3 separate regions of the Mus musculus genome follow, and regions 1 and 3 are each linked to region 2. The links are chromatin contacts, called in public ChIA-PET and HiChIP or PLAC-seq maps. All regions are on one chromosome and are shown on one strand. The core of a region is the stretch at or near the end of the contact, and the rest is flanking DNA. Distances in the headings are between cores, read along the strand shown.

Region 1 (4,620 bases), core at 768-3,267, 55 kb after region 2:
CAAAAGTGGCAGAGACCTTCACTAAATCCTTGTCTCCTGGTGGTGTTTGTGTATTAGTGTACAAAGAATTGCTGCCTCTACTGCTTTGAGAAGAAAAGTGTTGTCACACCATTCACTATTAGCGGAAAATTGATTTGTCTTTTGTCATTGTTGTTCCTGAGTTGCTGGGATTAAAGGCGTGTACCACCACACCCGGCTAATGGAGAGTTTTAGCTTGCCCATCTTGAGGATTTGCTTCATCTCCATTCTGTAGAGCAGGTGAAGTCAAATTGACACTTGACTATTAGAAAAGCTGCATGTAAAACAGTCCTCATTTTAGCTGAGCCCCTCTGTGTGTTCCAGTGGAACTTTGTTGTTTTTTGTGTTGCCACTGGGCAGGATAATAGCTCAGCTGTACTTTGATTTATAAGTAACCTAATTGGGTTTCTGTTATTTTATGAACACTGAAACCAGTGACCAGCATCCAGGTACAAAGTATTACTGTGAAAATGACCAGTTTAGCTTTGACATGATGGCATCATAAAAACACCATGTTTATGTAGTACTGTGTCTGCTTGCTATGTCCATGTTTGTATAAGGAAGCAAATGTCTCCTATGTATTATCCTTCTTTCTACTCTCCTCTGATGGGGGCTCCTGTGGCCCTTGCATTTGAGTCGGAGCAATGAGATACTAGTTTGGTGCACCTCTAATTTGGGGTCAGGGAGTCGTTCGTCTGCAGGCGGCTAGTCTGTTATGAATGCTCAGGGACTCTGGAATAGTGGCAATTGCAGGGTCCTCGGTTCTCCCCAGGTCTCCTGCCTTTCATTTCACTGTTGGTTTTACTGCAGCAGCAGGCTCTCAGGTCACAGTTGTGTTTTATATCAGAATCATTATCTTGCTCAGGTATACATTTTACCTTGTGCTTTAGCTGCTTAGAGATTTCAAGCTAACTGGAGAAGCTTCTATGAACTTACTCCATGGGACAATAAAAGAATATTAGGCTTTCCCACGCTAACCCTGCTCACACTTTGAGTGCTCGTTCTAGCCCCCAAGCCCTCATCAGTCTCTGGTATTAGTCACTCATTAGCAGATCTCACTCACTAAATAACTTAACTCAGCCAGCATCTTTGGGCCTTCAGAAGTTTATAGAGATGGCAGCCTCTAGGCTTCAGGCCACATTTTGTAATCTCTAGATTTTGATATAAATGGCCATTTTCTTTTTTTTGTTTTTCTTTTTGTTTTTGTTTTTCGAGACAGAGTTTCTCTGTATAGCCCTGGCTGTCCTGGAACTCACTTTGTAGACCAGGCTGGCCTCGAACTCAGAAATCCACCTGCCTCTAATTATTATTATTTTTTCGAATTTTCTTGTTTTTATAGTGAGACTTATGATATTTGAGGGCTGAAAGAGATCTTGGAAGGCCTATTTAGTCCATCCTTTTAGGAAACTTTATGCAGTTTCATTTAGGTGAGAATTATTGACTAATATGAAATTTGTTGGGTGAATGGTTGATGACCAAAGTAAAGTTGCAGAAATGTCCTAAATAGAAATGGGGTCATATCTGTACTGTGAGTGGGCAGACCCGCCACTCAGCCCTCTGTCAGTTCACATTGTTAGTTGTGCTGGGGTTTCCTTTTGTCTGTCTGTCAACTGATGTGTTGTAACTATGTTCAGGTGACCACATACAGTATATTTTAGTCAAGACCTATTTGACTGAGCATTAAGCAACATTGGAAATTAAAAACAAATCTATAAGTAATTTAAGAAAAGCAAGGAAAAAGCCAGACAGAAGATGGACTCTTCTGCATGCTCCCAGGCCAGGCCTTGTCAATAAATTGACACAATATAAAGAAAGCGTGTGCTGGTAGCTTCTAATGATGTAGGGTAAGGGGCAGGTAGAACCCATTGGGAACTTGCTGTAAGAAATAAGCTTTAAAGGAGTTTGTTTTGGAGGGCGTGGGTCTAGAAGTAGTCTGTGTGGTTTGGGCGTGGTGGCATATGCCTGTGACCTCAGTGCTGGGGGGTGGGGGGAGGGCGGGCTGAAACATCTGAATCTGAGAGCCTGAGCTTCATGATAAGATTTTCTCAGAAACAGAACAGGACCAGCCCTTTCAACAGTGTGTGAGTGTGTGTGTATGTGTGTGTGTGTGTGTGTGTGTGTGTGTGTGTGAGACATAGAAAATGAAATGTATTGAAATGGAAAGGTAGACATGCTGACTTAATAAAATTGGTTACCAAAAAATAAAATGTATTAATATAATAGAGGAATGAACTGGGAATATGTGTCCTTTGGTACTCTCTAGGTGATGAAAGGGGTTTTTCTAGGTGGTACTTGGGACTTTGAATGTAGGTCCTTGTGTGTACTATACAAGTAGCCTAAATGTGGGTTTTAAATTTTATCTTAATTTTCATCTTCATCATCTTCTACATTTCTGTGTTAGTAAAGTGCTTTAAAAATACTTTAGTTGATTTTTTGAGAATTTCACATAATGTGTTTTGATCATATTCATCCCTTAAATTTGACCCTGACCCCTTCCAGATCCTCCCCCACCTCCCTGTTCTCCCCTCAACCCCAGTAATCTATTGAGTCCAATTGGTGCTGCCCATAAACTCCTTTTTTTTTTTCTTTTTTTTTTTTCCATTTTTATTAGGTATTTAGCTCATTTACATTTCCAATGCTATACCAAAAGTCCCCCATACCCACCCACCCCCACTCCCCTACCCGCCCACTCCCCCTTTTTGGCCCTGGCGTTCCCCTGTACTGGGGCATATAAAGTTTGCGTGTCCAATGGGCCTCTCTTTCCAGTGATGGCCGACTAGGCCATCTTTTGATACATATGCAGCTAGAGTCAAGAGCTCCGGGGTACTGGTTAGTTCATAATGTTGTTCCACCTATAGGGTTGCAGATCCCTTTAGCTCCTTGGGTACTTTCTCTAGCTCCTCCATTGGGAGCCCTGTGATCCATCCAATAGCTGACTGTGAGCATCCACTTCTGTGTTTGCTAGGCCCCGGCATAGTCTCATAAGAGACAGCTACATCTGGGTCCTTTTGATAAAATCTTGCTAGTGTATGCAATGGTGTCAGCGTTTGGATGCTGATTATGGGGTGGATCCCTGGATATGGCAGTCTCTACATGGTCCATCCTTTCATCTCAGCTCCAAACTTTGTCTCTGTAACTCCTTCCAAGGGTGTTTTGTTCCCACTTCTAAGGAGGGGCATAGTGTCCACACTTCAGTCTTCATTTTTCTTGAGTTTCATGTGTTTAGGAAATTGTATCTTATATCTTGGGTATCCTAGGTTTTGGGCATAAACTCCTGATAGTGAGGCTCTCCAGCGGAGCATGGTGAGCCTACCAGGAGCCACAGCCTTAAAGGAAGCTGACTCTTTGTCTCCAGGAAGCCATCCCCCGTCCGTAGGCCTTACTTTGTAATCTAGGCTACTTCCAATTCATGAGGATGGTGGAATTTTGAGTATGTGCTACCATACCCAGCTAGTTGGATTTTTCAAAAATTCATGCTTAACACTTGTATATAAATAGTTGGCTTGAATATATTTCACTAGTTTTCTTTTCTTGATAAGGATATTATAACCTTTTGGACTTTTTTTGAATTAAGTATTTACGTTTTACAAGCGTTTTTTTCTTTAAATATCACCTCATTTATTATGGAAAGTTTCAAATATACAACACCACATAGGCTAACTGAATAACGAATTGCTACTCCTCCGTTCCCATCTTGGCAGTAGTCATGTGAGTAGTTTATTTCTGGCCGCCATTCCTCTCCACACACCATTTTTTTTTAAAGATTTATTTATTTTGTATGAGTACATTGTTACTCTCTTCAGAGACACCAGAAGAGGGCATGGAATGTCATTACAGATGGCTGTGAGCTACCATGTGGTTGCTGGGAATTGAACTCAGGACCTCTGGAAGAGCAGTCAGTGCTCCTAACCTCTGAGCCATCTCTCCAGCCCCTCCACACACCATTTTGAACCAGCTTCCAGATCTTTCATCTTTTCACTTAAGGTTGACTGTTTGTACCTAATGCATGAGAACATTAGAAATTTATAATATCACTATCAAGCAGTAAGTGGTATTACCAACTCATTCTTTTTTTCTTTTCTTTTTTTTTTCCTTTTTTCTTTTTTGTTTTTTTCAAGACAGGGTTTCTCTGTGTAGCCCTGGCTGTCCTGGAACTCACTCTGTAGACCAGGCTGGCCTCGAACTCAGAAATCCGCCTGCCTCTGCCTCCCGAGTGCTGGGATGAAAGGAGTGCGCCCCCATGTCCGGCTACCAGCTCATTCTTAATGACATTCTCTCTCTCTCTCTCTTTTTAAACCCATCTGCTGGCCAACTTCCTTCTTTCTTTTTTTTCAAAGATTTATTTAATTACTATATCTACACACACTGTAGACACTGTCTCTGTCTTCAGACACACCAGAAGAGGGCGTCGATCTCATTACAGATGGTTGTGAGCCGCCATAGGGTTGCTGGGATTTAGATTCAGGACCTTCAGAAGAACAGGCAGTGCTCTTAACCACTGAGCCATCTCTCCAGCCCCCTTAATGACATGCTCAAATGTCTAATCATTATTCACATTCCCTCAGCTGTTCTCAGAATAACTGTTTCCTCTGGCTAGACTAT
Region 2 (4,594 bases), core at 1,787-4,286:
TCTCTTCTCCACATGGTGTTTTTTTGTCTGAATATGTATGTCTCCATGTTTTGCTTGCTCCTTATTAGGAACCAGGCCTGATACATAAGGTCTTGCCCTTATGATATTTAACTTTAATTATTTCATTAGAAGTCCTATATCCAGATATATTCTTACAGGCAGTTAGAGCTTCACCAAATGACTTTGCAGGAATACAACTCACTCCATAATAGTTACAATATCTTAGCCGGGCATGGTGGCGCACGCCTTTAATCCCAGCACTCGGAAGACAGAGGCAGGTGGATTTCTGAGTTTGAGGCCAGCCTGGTCTACAAAGTGAGTTCCAGGACAGCCAGGGCTACACAGAGAAACCCTGTCTCAATAAATAAATAAATAAATAAATAAATAAATAAATAAATAAATAAAAGAAAAGAGAAAAGGAAAGAAAAGAAAAGAAAAACAAAAAAATATCTTAAGGAGTACTGTAAAAAGAAAGAACTGAGGCTGAACATGGTGGCACACACCTTTAATCCCAGCACTTGGGAGGCAGAGGCAGTTGGATTTCTGAGTTTGAGGCCAGTCTGGTCTACAAAGTGAGTTCCAGGACAGCCAGGGCTATACAGAGAAACCCTGTCTCCAAACAAACAAACAAACAAACAAAAAAACTAAACAGACAAAAAAAGAAATATCAAACAACAACAGAGAGAGAGAGAGAGAGAGAGAGAGAGAGAGAGAAAAACTGAGATAAAATGTCTTCAACCACCACTTTCCATTATCTGTTGTACTCATAAAGATAGCCCCTCCTTTCCTCAGCTTCTGTTGGATTTTAATTATATGCTATTACTACAATAACTTTTAGTACAGTATATTACTATAATTACACTATTTTATTTAAGATCATTAATCTCTTACTGTGTTTAATTAATAAATTAAACTTTTTTGTAGGTAGTAAATACAGGAGAGTCCATATAGGGTGATCTGGGGTTTTTTGCACCCATTAGGAATACTGGAACACATCATTATGGATTAAAAAAAGGAATTCTGGATATGGACATGGAAATCACATGATGAAGGAAATGCACTTTAGCAAAATCAGTAAGATTAGGAACAATTTTAACGTCTCTTAGTAGGGAATCAGGAAATCTATATACTGGGGTACTTGGTAGCCTTATTTTAAGAATGAGGAAACATTTATATACCATTGGGATAATTTACAGCCAAGAGCAGCACTAGCTCTAGCACTAGGGAGGTTGAGACAGGAAAACTGCCACAAGTTTGAGGTTAGCCTGGGTTGCATAGTGAATTCTGGGGCAGACTGAGCTATGGTATAAGACCCTGTCTATAAAACATAGACCAAAAACAGAGATTTTTTTTTCCAAGCTACATTAGGGAAAAAGGGCAAAATGAAGAACTGCATTTGTAGTTTGCTATTAGATAGATGGTGTACAAATATATACATGTAAAATAGAGATGCATTATAGCTGCATACATTTATATATTTATATGTATTATAACACATTAATTTTAATTAAATTACATATTGAGGTAATTGTGATGGCTCACAATTTATGTCAATCCTTCCAGCATTTCAGTGGCTGAAGAACAGATAAAGTTCAAGACCAGTCTGGACTGTAGTATGAAATCCTATCTAAAAAAAAACTCACGATGGGGGAGGAATTCACAACATACTGGTTTTATTTATATAATAAGCACTATTTATATAATAGTGTGTGTCAAATAAATATACATTATGTTGCATATTATATTTATTTAATATCAAGTATATGGATGTTGCTCACATGTATGTATGTATGTGAACTAGCCTGTGGAGGTATCAGATCACCTGGAATTTGAAGAGCTATAGTGTGGGGGCTGGGGACTGAACTCAGGTCTTCTGCAAGAGTAACAAGTGGTCTTAACAGCCGACTCATCTCTCTACCCCCATATATGTATATTTTTAATTTTATGTTTTTGCTTATAGACTATTTCTGGGCACAGAGTCAAGGGATGGAGATAGAGACCACTAGAAACATGCATAAAGTTAGGTGTATTAATTTCTGTAGCAAGAAAAACTCTATACCAGAGAAACTGAATAGAAGAGAATTAGTAGAAGAGTATTAGTAGAAGAGAAGATGGATGAATTTTTACAGTATTTAGGCCTCTGCTCAATGACTGAGTTATCTAAGGCAGGTAAGCATCAACTCTGAAAAGAATATGTTAGCCAACGAAACAGTGAGAAACGAAGCAGGGTTGCGGCACTCTTGGTAAATAAGAATTAAGAACTGGAAGAAGGATGCTAGACGCGGCATGGCTTTACGAAGGTAACTGTTTTCTGGTGGTCTGGCCATTTGCCCTGTCTGTGTCTTAGGTATTTTATTTACCATTTATAGTGAGTGCTTCACTTTCTCAGTCTGCAACCTTGTTTGTTAAAAAACCAAAGCATTAACACAGAATGAAAATAAACATTCTCCGCGAACTTAAACATGGATCACCATTTTTTGATATAGATTTTAAAAAACTTTTTGTTTTCCTTTTCAGCCCAAATTGTCTGCATTTCCACTCTCCATCGGGAGCTTCACTCTTTTTTTTTTTTTTTTTAACTTTTCTATGGAGGCAGAGTGCACAGGGTCTTTTACGGAGATATGTGGTAGAAAGGAGACTATTTAGAGCTAGCAAGAACCTTGAGAAAGTGATAGGGTCGATGTCTGAATGTTGTTAGCTACAGACACAGCACTCAACACTTCAGATCCTCATTCCTCTCGGTCTCATGGTCCTTTACGCCCACGATAAGACCTGCAACTGTGGACGCCACAGCAAAACTCTCTGCCAGCTTTACTTCGCCTTACATGCCCTGGCATCTTTACTTAAAAGCCTCGCCACCTTTTAAGCCCCAGCCCTGGGTCATTCGGAGCGTTGATCCTGCGCCCCTTCTCCTGATTAGTCAGCGGTCACAACTTCTCTCCGGGGCGTGGACAAGCTCCGGGCCGGATCCGGCTCGGGATGATGACGACATCGGCTGGCGACGGTGGCGGCAGCTTTAGCGGCCTTGCGGCGGGGTAGGACTTCCGGGCCGTAGGCCTGACTCCTCAGAGCTGCTGTCATGGCGGGTGCTCTGTGGGGTTTCTTCTCCGTCCTGCTTCTGTTATTATCAGGAGATGCCCACAGCTCGGAGGTGCCTGGGGCTGCTGCCGAGGGCCCGGGAGGTAGTGGGGTCGGCCTGGGAGATCGTTTTAAGATCGAGGGACGTGCGGTTGTTCCGGGGGTGAAGCCTCAGGACTGGATCTCCGCGGCCCGAGTGCTGGTAGACGGAGAAGAGCATGTCGGCTTCCTTAAGTGAGCATCCCGAGGGCAGCAGGAAAGCGATTGGGGCGGACGCTGGAAGGGTATCCAGCTAGGACAGCTGTCAGGACCCTCAGTGTAGCTGTCAGAAACTGAAGGCACCGGCGCCACTAACGGTTTGTGCTGGGAGACCTTGAGAGGCAGTCAGGTACTTCAGCAACGAGGATGGCGGACAGTGGTCCCAGGCGCCCGAGACCTATGCGGTCATTTATTTGTAGCCGTATTTTGGCTCCAGTGTGAGACAGATCATACTTGGGCCCAGGGGAGTCTCATTTATCTGTTGGGTTTTACCCGCTTTGCATTTTGTCTAGTGTTTCTGAAACCTAGTTGCTTTCTCCATGTCACTCTTCTGATAGCTTGGTGTTGTGTAGAAAGATGCTGAACAAGTGGGAATTGTCAAAGCCCAAAGGGCTCCCAGTGATGACATAGACTGTAAGGCTAATGGTCCTGCTTCTAAAATTAATGGGCCCAGAAGTCCCTAATCAAAGAGTGCTTTTTTGGGGCCCGAGTTTGTGATTATTGTTCTTTTTACAATTGAATTCATCGAGGGATTTGCGATATCATAGTCGTCATTTAAGTCAGACCAGGGTTACTCGAGATTCCTTACGCCTAGTTGTTCTTTTCTTGTTCTTAAGAGTTTGTGATTTATGTTTAGATTGGAAGGTGGGTTGAATTTCTTAATGCTTTGTCAGCAGTCCGTTTTCATTCTTCAAGCCACGAATATGTTTTAAATTTTGCCATCAGTATTTGGAGTTGAAACTATGAGTTGAAAGAAAATATTTCTTTGCTGGCTTTATAGACCAACTTCAACCATACATCTTAAATGTGGATGTTTCAACTTGAATTGCTTATTTCTGCAGATTGTTGATGTTCCCTTGTGGGATATTCAACCTCAGATTAATAAATAATGGCAAGTTGACAACCAATATTTTAATGTTATTTGGCATTAGGGTATTGTTTAAATTTTGTCCTAATTAATGTTTCATTAGTAATAAATTCCCACTAGGATGTGGGAGGTAAGGCTTAATTGAGTAGTCAACTTCTGCCGTATGCAGCACATTTGAAAACCTCCTATTTTTATTTTGAAGATATTTTACAACTTAATATAGATTGTTAGATATGTTTAGCCTTGCACAGTGACATAGACCTAGCATCTCAGCTACTCAGGAATCGGAAGCAGAAGGACCATAAGCTAAAGGGTACTCTGAACTATTTCGTTGAGACCCTGTCTCAAAGAAGAAGGAAAAAAAGCTGGTGGTACAGTGTTGTGGTGGGA
Region 3 (4,559 bases), core at 2,044-4,543, 61 kb before region 2:
GAGAGAGAGACAGAGACAGAGAGAGAGAGGGAGGGAGAGACAGAGAGAGCACGCAAGTACGTAACACCACCACGAATAATAATTTTAAAGTTAATTTGTACTGAAGAGATGCCTCAGTGGGTAAAAGCACTTGGTACCAAGCCTAATGACCTGAATTCAGTCCTCAGGACCCATATGCCAGCTGTAGCTATATAACAAGTTCCAGGTCGGCCTGGGTTATATAATGAGACTCTGTTTCAAAAAAAAAAAAAATTCCCCTAAGATCCCATTTCTCTTTGTTTCAGTTTTCTCCTATATTAAAACAAAGGTACCGTTTTGTAGGTTTTTCATTCTTTTGGAGTTAAGTCAAGGCAAATTATATAAATAAACATTTTTACTTTTATTCATGAAAACACTAAAACAGCTGGTTCCCAAGTTACATGGATAGTTAAAGGTGGAAGCTGGAAAATTCTGCCTGGTTCTTTTGAACCTGGTCTTTAAACTGCACCGGTCTTTTAAGTTTTAAGAGAGTCTTTAGTTTTTACTCAGTAAGCTGTGGCCCATACTACTACACAGTGAGCAGTAAGGTTCCCAGAGAGTTGAGAGAGCGTGGAAGGAGCCCAGAGGTGTCTGCTGATTGAGCTTTGTAAACTCCCACATGCCATTGCATACACAGGGCACTGAGGGCATGTTCAGCTTGGTCTACACAGTCTGATCCAGCCCACACAGTTGACTACTAGAACCAGTTGGTCTGGCTTTGGTAATCTCCATTCAGAACGCATGTGTGTTCTGGGTGTTTTAAGGAACATTTCAGAAACTGTCAGGACTCAAGAATAGACTGGTTTCCTAAAGGGAAGACAGTGGGTCTGAGCCCACCGTTACTTCTATCAAGCAAGTGCCTGATGTATGAGCATGCTATAGTGAAAAGCCATAAATTCTCTCCTCTATTTTTTCCTATGTGCTGGGGATTGAGCCAAATTCTTGCAGATTTTCTACCACTAAGCTACACAACAGTGCTATTTCCCAATTTCCTTAAAGGCAGTTATTAAGATACTATTTCTATGACTTGTCACTTCCATATAGTAGCACAATCATTACTATAGTAAAGTATGTAACATCTCTCTACCCCCAAAATTTTCTTATTCCTTTGGAGAGAACTTTTCCCTGCTTATTACTGATATGTTTCCTTCCACAGTTTATATTTTTGCTATTTAGAATGTCATGAAAATAGCCTTTTACATTTTAGTTTCCTTCACTTAGCTCAATATAGTTGAAGTTTTTTCATGTTATATATGTCTGTAGTTATTCACTGTGTTTCTATAGTTTTATAGTTCATTAGTTGATAATTTTTATAGAAAGAAATGATCAAAAAAATAGATGTAGGACAGTAAACATTAGAACTGACTGAGGCCAAACATCCATACATCCTGATTGCACGGGACAGACTTAGTTTGTGCCTGTTGTCCTAACAAGCTTTTTCATGATGCCTCCTCTCATTCCCAGCAGTGTCTTGGTTTGGATGGTAAATTATTTAGTTAATCCAAATGTGACAGGACAAGATGTGATCATACTTCATAGGCTTTCTGGTGGTGTTCAATTTGCTTTCCAAACACTAAATCATACATATTTATGTTTTATGTAAATGCTATGAATGTTAATAGCAATAATATATATAATCTCACTTTGATCGTCACAATATTATTTATATTTTACATTTGAGAGAATAAATTCAGAATAGAAGGCCCTCCAAACTCATGAACTAGAAGGTTTATTTATATATCATCTATATATGTATTCACATCTGTTAATTGGGAGACATTGTGGTTTATTAGTTAAGATTAGAAACAGTAGGAAGAGAATCCCTAGACTCCAACCCCAACTCTTTGCATTTTTGCTGTTGATTTTAGGGCAAATTCATCTCATCTATACAAAAAAAGTACAAATGTATGTATTTATGTCTGTGTGTGCACACAGAGAGGTCAGTGCCTGACACCCAGCAGATCTCTTACGAGATTACTTAACATTACTGTAGTGGTGCATTTCCTTCCCAGCCCTCCTCCTGCCCCATTAGAAATAACAGGGACTCCTCATGTGTATTTCCTCTTTTTTTGAGGGATTATCTCTTACAGCCCAGGCTAGTCTTAAACTTGCTCTATAGTAGAAGATGACCTTAAACTCCTGATCTTCCTTCTCCTGCCTCTTAAAACCTAGAACTATAAGTATGAACCACTGTTCTTGGCTTCTCACTCTTAAAAAAATAAGAAATAAAAAGTACCCCAATAGTATGGTACCTGATAATGAGGGTGTTCTGTGCTTAGATAGTTTAGTGTGTGTGTGTGTATATATATATGTGTGTGTGTGTGTATATATATATGTGTGTGTGTGTGTGTGTGTGTGTGTGTGTGTGTGTGCGAGTCCAAAGACACTGGTAGCCAAGACTGGGAATCAGAGCTAAAGAACATAATTGAATGTCTCAGAACCTTTTAGGTATACTAGATTTCCAATAAATACTTTAACATGCAGTGTAACCAGGTTTACTTGAACAAAGTAAGGCATCCTTAAAATGTATGTAATTTATACTTGGCTTAGTCAGGGTAGTATTGCTTTGATGAAACGCCATGATCAGTAAGCAAATTGGGGAGGAAAAGGTTTCTTTGACTTACACTTCCACATTGCTGTTCATCGCCAAAAGAAGTCTGGTCAGGAACCTGACACAGAGGCCATAGAAGGAGTGCTGCTTATGGCTTGCTTGTCCTGGCTTGCTCAGCCTGTCTTTTTATAGAACCCAGCATTACCAACCCAGGCATGGCTCCACCCATAGTGTCCCCCATTGATTACTAATTGTGAAAATGCCCTACAGTTGGATCTCATGGAGCCATTTTCTCAACTGAGGCTCCTTTCTCTGTGAGGACTTTGTGTCAAGTTGACATACAAAACCAGCCAGTTCAAAACATAACTTTGGAAAATTCTGTATTTGTATTTTCTCCATAAACACTATAGTTGTTATTACATAGGATGATTTATAGGGATCAGGAGAAGACCTGTAGTGGGAAACAAAGAACTAATTATTTTTACAGTATTTTAAAAAATATTTATCTATTTATTTAATGTATAAGAGTTCTCTGTCACTGTCTTCAGACACACCAGAAGAGGGCATCATATTCCATTACAGATGGTTGTGAGCCACCATGTGGTTGCTGGAAAATGAACTCAAGACCTGGAAGAGTAGTCAGTACTCTTAACTCTCTAAGCCATCTCTCCAGCCCATTTCTACAGTATTTTAGGCTTGAAGTGATGGGGCTTTTCTGACAGTAGAAAAGGGAAGTCAGAATGGAATTAGGAAATATTTTGATGGAAGATTCTAGAATCTTAGTGGCTTGGTGAAAGGAAAGGAAGAAGAATAAAAATAACTCCCCAGTTTCTAGTTGGAGAGAATTTTGGTTGTTAGTAATTCAAGTATGATAGGAGGTACCATTATTGAACTGACAATTGAAGAGATCTGTTTTAGACATGTTGATTAAAAACTAGTGGTGGGTGTGGAAACCAGTTTGGTACAGAAAAAGTTACAACAGAGCCTAGATCTAGAAAAGTAACTGAGTCTGTGAAAACATGCCCCCTCAATGTTCGTGTAGGGAGAAAAGAGTTGTTGAAGGAAAAGTGACTCAAAGAAGGGAAGTGAGCAAGGAGAGTCCGCAGAGTTGTGTGGGAAGCTGAGGATCATGGACTGGTGAAACAGCTGACTAGTGATGAAGGAATAGCCTTAACATTGGCCTGGGAGCTCTCCATTGAACATCGACTGCTAAAAGGTTTCTGGTAGGGGTTTTATTTATTGCAGTGGGGAAGGTAATTTGTTTTTCTTTTTCATTTTTTTTTCTTTTTTTCATTCTTTGATGTTATTTGTTTTGTTTTGTCTTGTTTTGCCTTTTGAGACAGTCTTACTATGTAGTCCAGACTGGCCTTGAACTCACAATTCTCAGTCTCTTGCTTTAGCCTCCAGGGTACTGTAATTATAGACTGTCACTATTCCTGGCTCCCATATAGTTGTAAGCGATAGACTTACACATGAGAAAACAGAATAAGGCAAAATTGTAAAGGGTTAAAGACCAATTGGAAGCTAAAAAGCACTCATTGTAGAAATTTGGCAGGAAAGGAAAACAGAAAGAGTATAGGAGCTGATAGGAGAAACTGGAGCATGCTTGAAAGCAGGCACAGGGGAATCGGTTCAAAGTGAGAAAACAAAGAGAAAAAAAATGAAGCAAGTGGGCAGAAGTAAGAAAATTAGATTATATTGTCCTAATTTTGGAAAAGTTAAAAGGACTGATCGCATTTAAAAAAATCATACTTTTAGAAAATAGAAAAAAAGTAAGTTATTGAGAAGATGGAAGATGGCCCATAGTCCCTCTAGCAATAACTTTAATTAAAGCTGTGTTGTGTTGTTTTACAATGCTTGGGATTGAATTTAGGCCCTCAAGCATGCTAGGCAAGCACTCTACCATAAGAGCTGTGTCTCCATCCCCAACTTAAGTTTGGTAATTTCTTTTAACTAATTAAACATACTTTTAAACAGACTTGTAACATAA

What was found. ChIA-PET counts read pairs in DNA pulled down with a chosen protein or histone mark. HiChIP or PLAC-seq counts read pairs in DNA pulled down with a chosen protein or histone mark.
Region 1: an RNA polymerase II ChIA-PET map of memory CD8 T cells shows a contact between it and region 2, with 142 read pairs. The contact joins the enhancer-like site here to the promoter of Emc7 in region 2. A contact is called at or near these places in 1 of 15 datasets of contacts at CTCF or cohesin (embryonic stem cells), 1 of 484 Hi-C or Micro-C datasets (CD8 T cells), 5 of 115 datasets of contacts at active chromatin or transcription factors (the SCID.adh cell line, effector CD8 T cells, embryonic stem cells and 1 more) and 1 of 9 other capture datasets (adipose tissue).
Region 3: an H3K4me3 HiChIP or PLAC-seq map of bone marrow-derived macrophages shows a contact between it and region 2, with 5 times the contacts expected there. The contact joins the enhancer-like site here to the promoter of Emc7 in region 2. A contact is called at or near these places in 15 of 39 promoter capture datasets (the 3T3-L1 cell line, 3T3-L1-derived adipocytes, the C10 cell line and 10 more), 2 of 15 datasets of contacts at CTCF or cohesin (CD8 T cells and the NIH/3T3 cell line), 53 of 484 Hi-C or Micro-C datasets (the 3T3-L1 cell line, 3T3-L1-derived adipocytes, the 63-12 cell line and 38 more), 28 of 115 datasets of contacts at active chromatin or transcription factors (the 230-238 cell line, CD8 T cells, DN3 thymocytes and 17 more) and 3 of 9 other capture datasets (adipose tissue, liver and pancreatic islet).

The regions. Positions count from the first base shown.
Region 1 is chr2:112,508,349-112,512,968 of GRCm38.p6, forward strand. All of the region lies in intron 1 of Aven (apoptosis, caspase activation inhibitor), which reads left to right. It also overlaps a transcript of Chrm5 not described here. Among named protein-coding and RNA genes, the nearest start is that of Gm22676, 9.8 kb to the left of the region's middle. Within about 2 kb of position 2,018, at least 39 of the 459 cell types and tissues checked have an H3K27ac peak or open chromatin away from gene starts, as enhancers often do. A contact at or near this core is called in CD8 T cells, effector CD8 T cells and memory CD8 T cells, where this site is marked.
Region 2 is chr2:112,451,989-112,456,582 of GRCm38.p6, forward strand. It overlaps Emc7 (ER membrane protein complex subunit 7), which reads left to right and starts at 3,037. Exons shown (of 5, transcript NM_133749.2): 1 at 3,037-3,312. The coding sequence starts at 3,080.
Region 3 is chr2:112,390,873-112,395,431 of GRCm38.p6, forward strand. The region is part of intron 1 of Katnbl1 (katanin p80 subunit B like 1); the gene reads left to right. Among named protein-coding and RNA genes, the nearest start is that of Katnbl1, 14 kb to the left of the region's middle. Within about 2 kb of position 3,294, at least 10 of the 459 cell types and tissues checked have an H3K27ac peak or open chromatin away from gene starts, as enhancers often do. A contact at or near this core is called in bone marrow-derived macrophages, hematopoietic stem and progenitor cells and peritoneal macrophages, where this site is marked.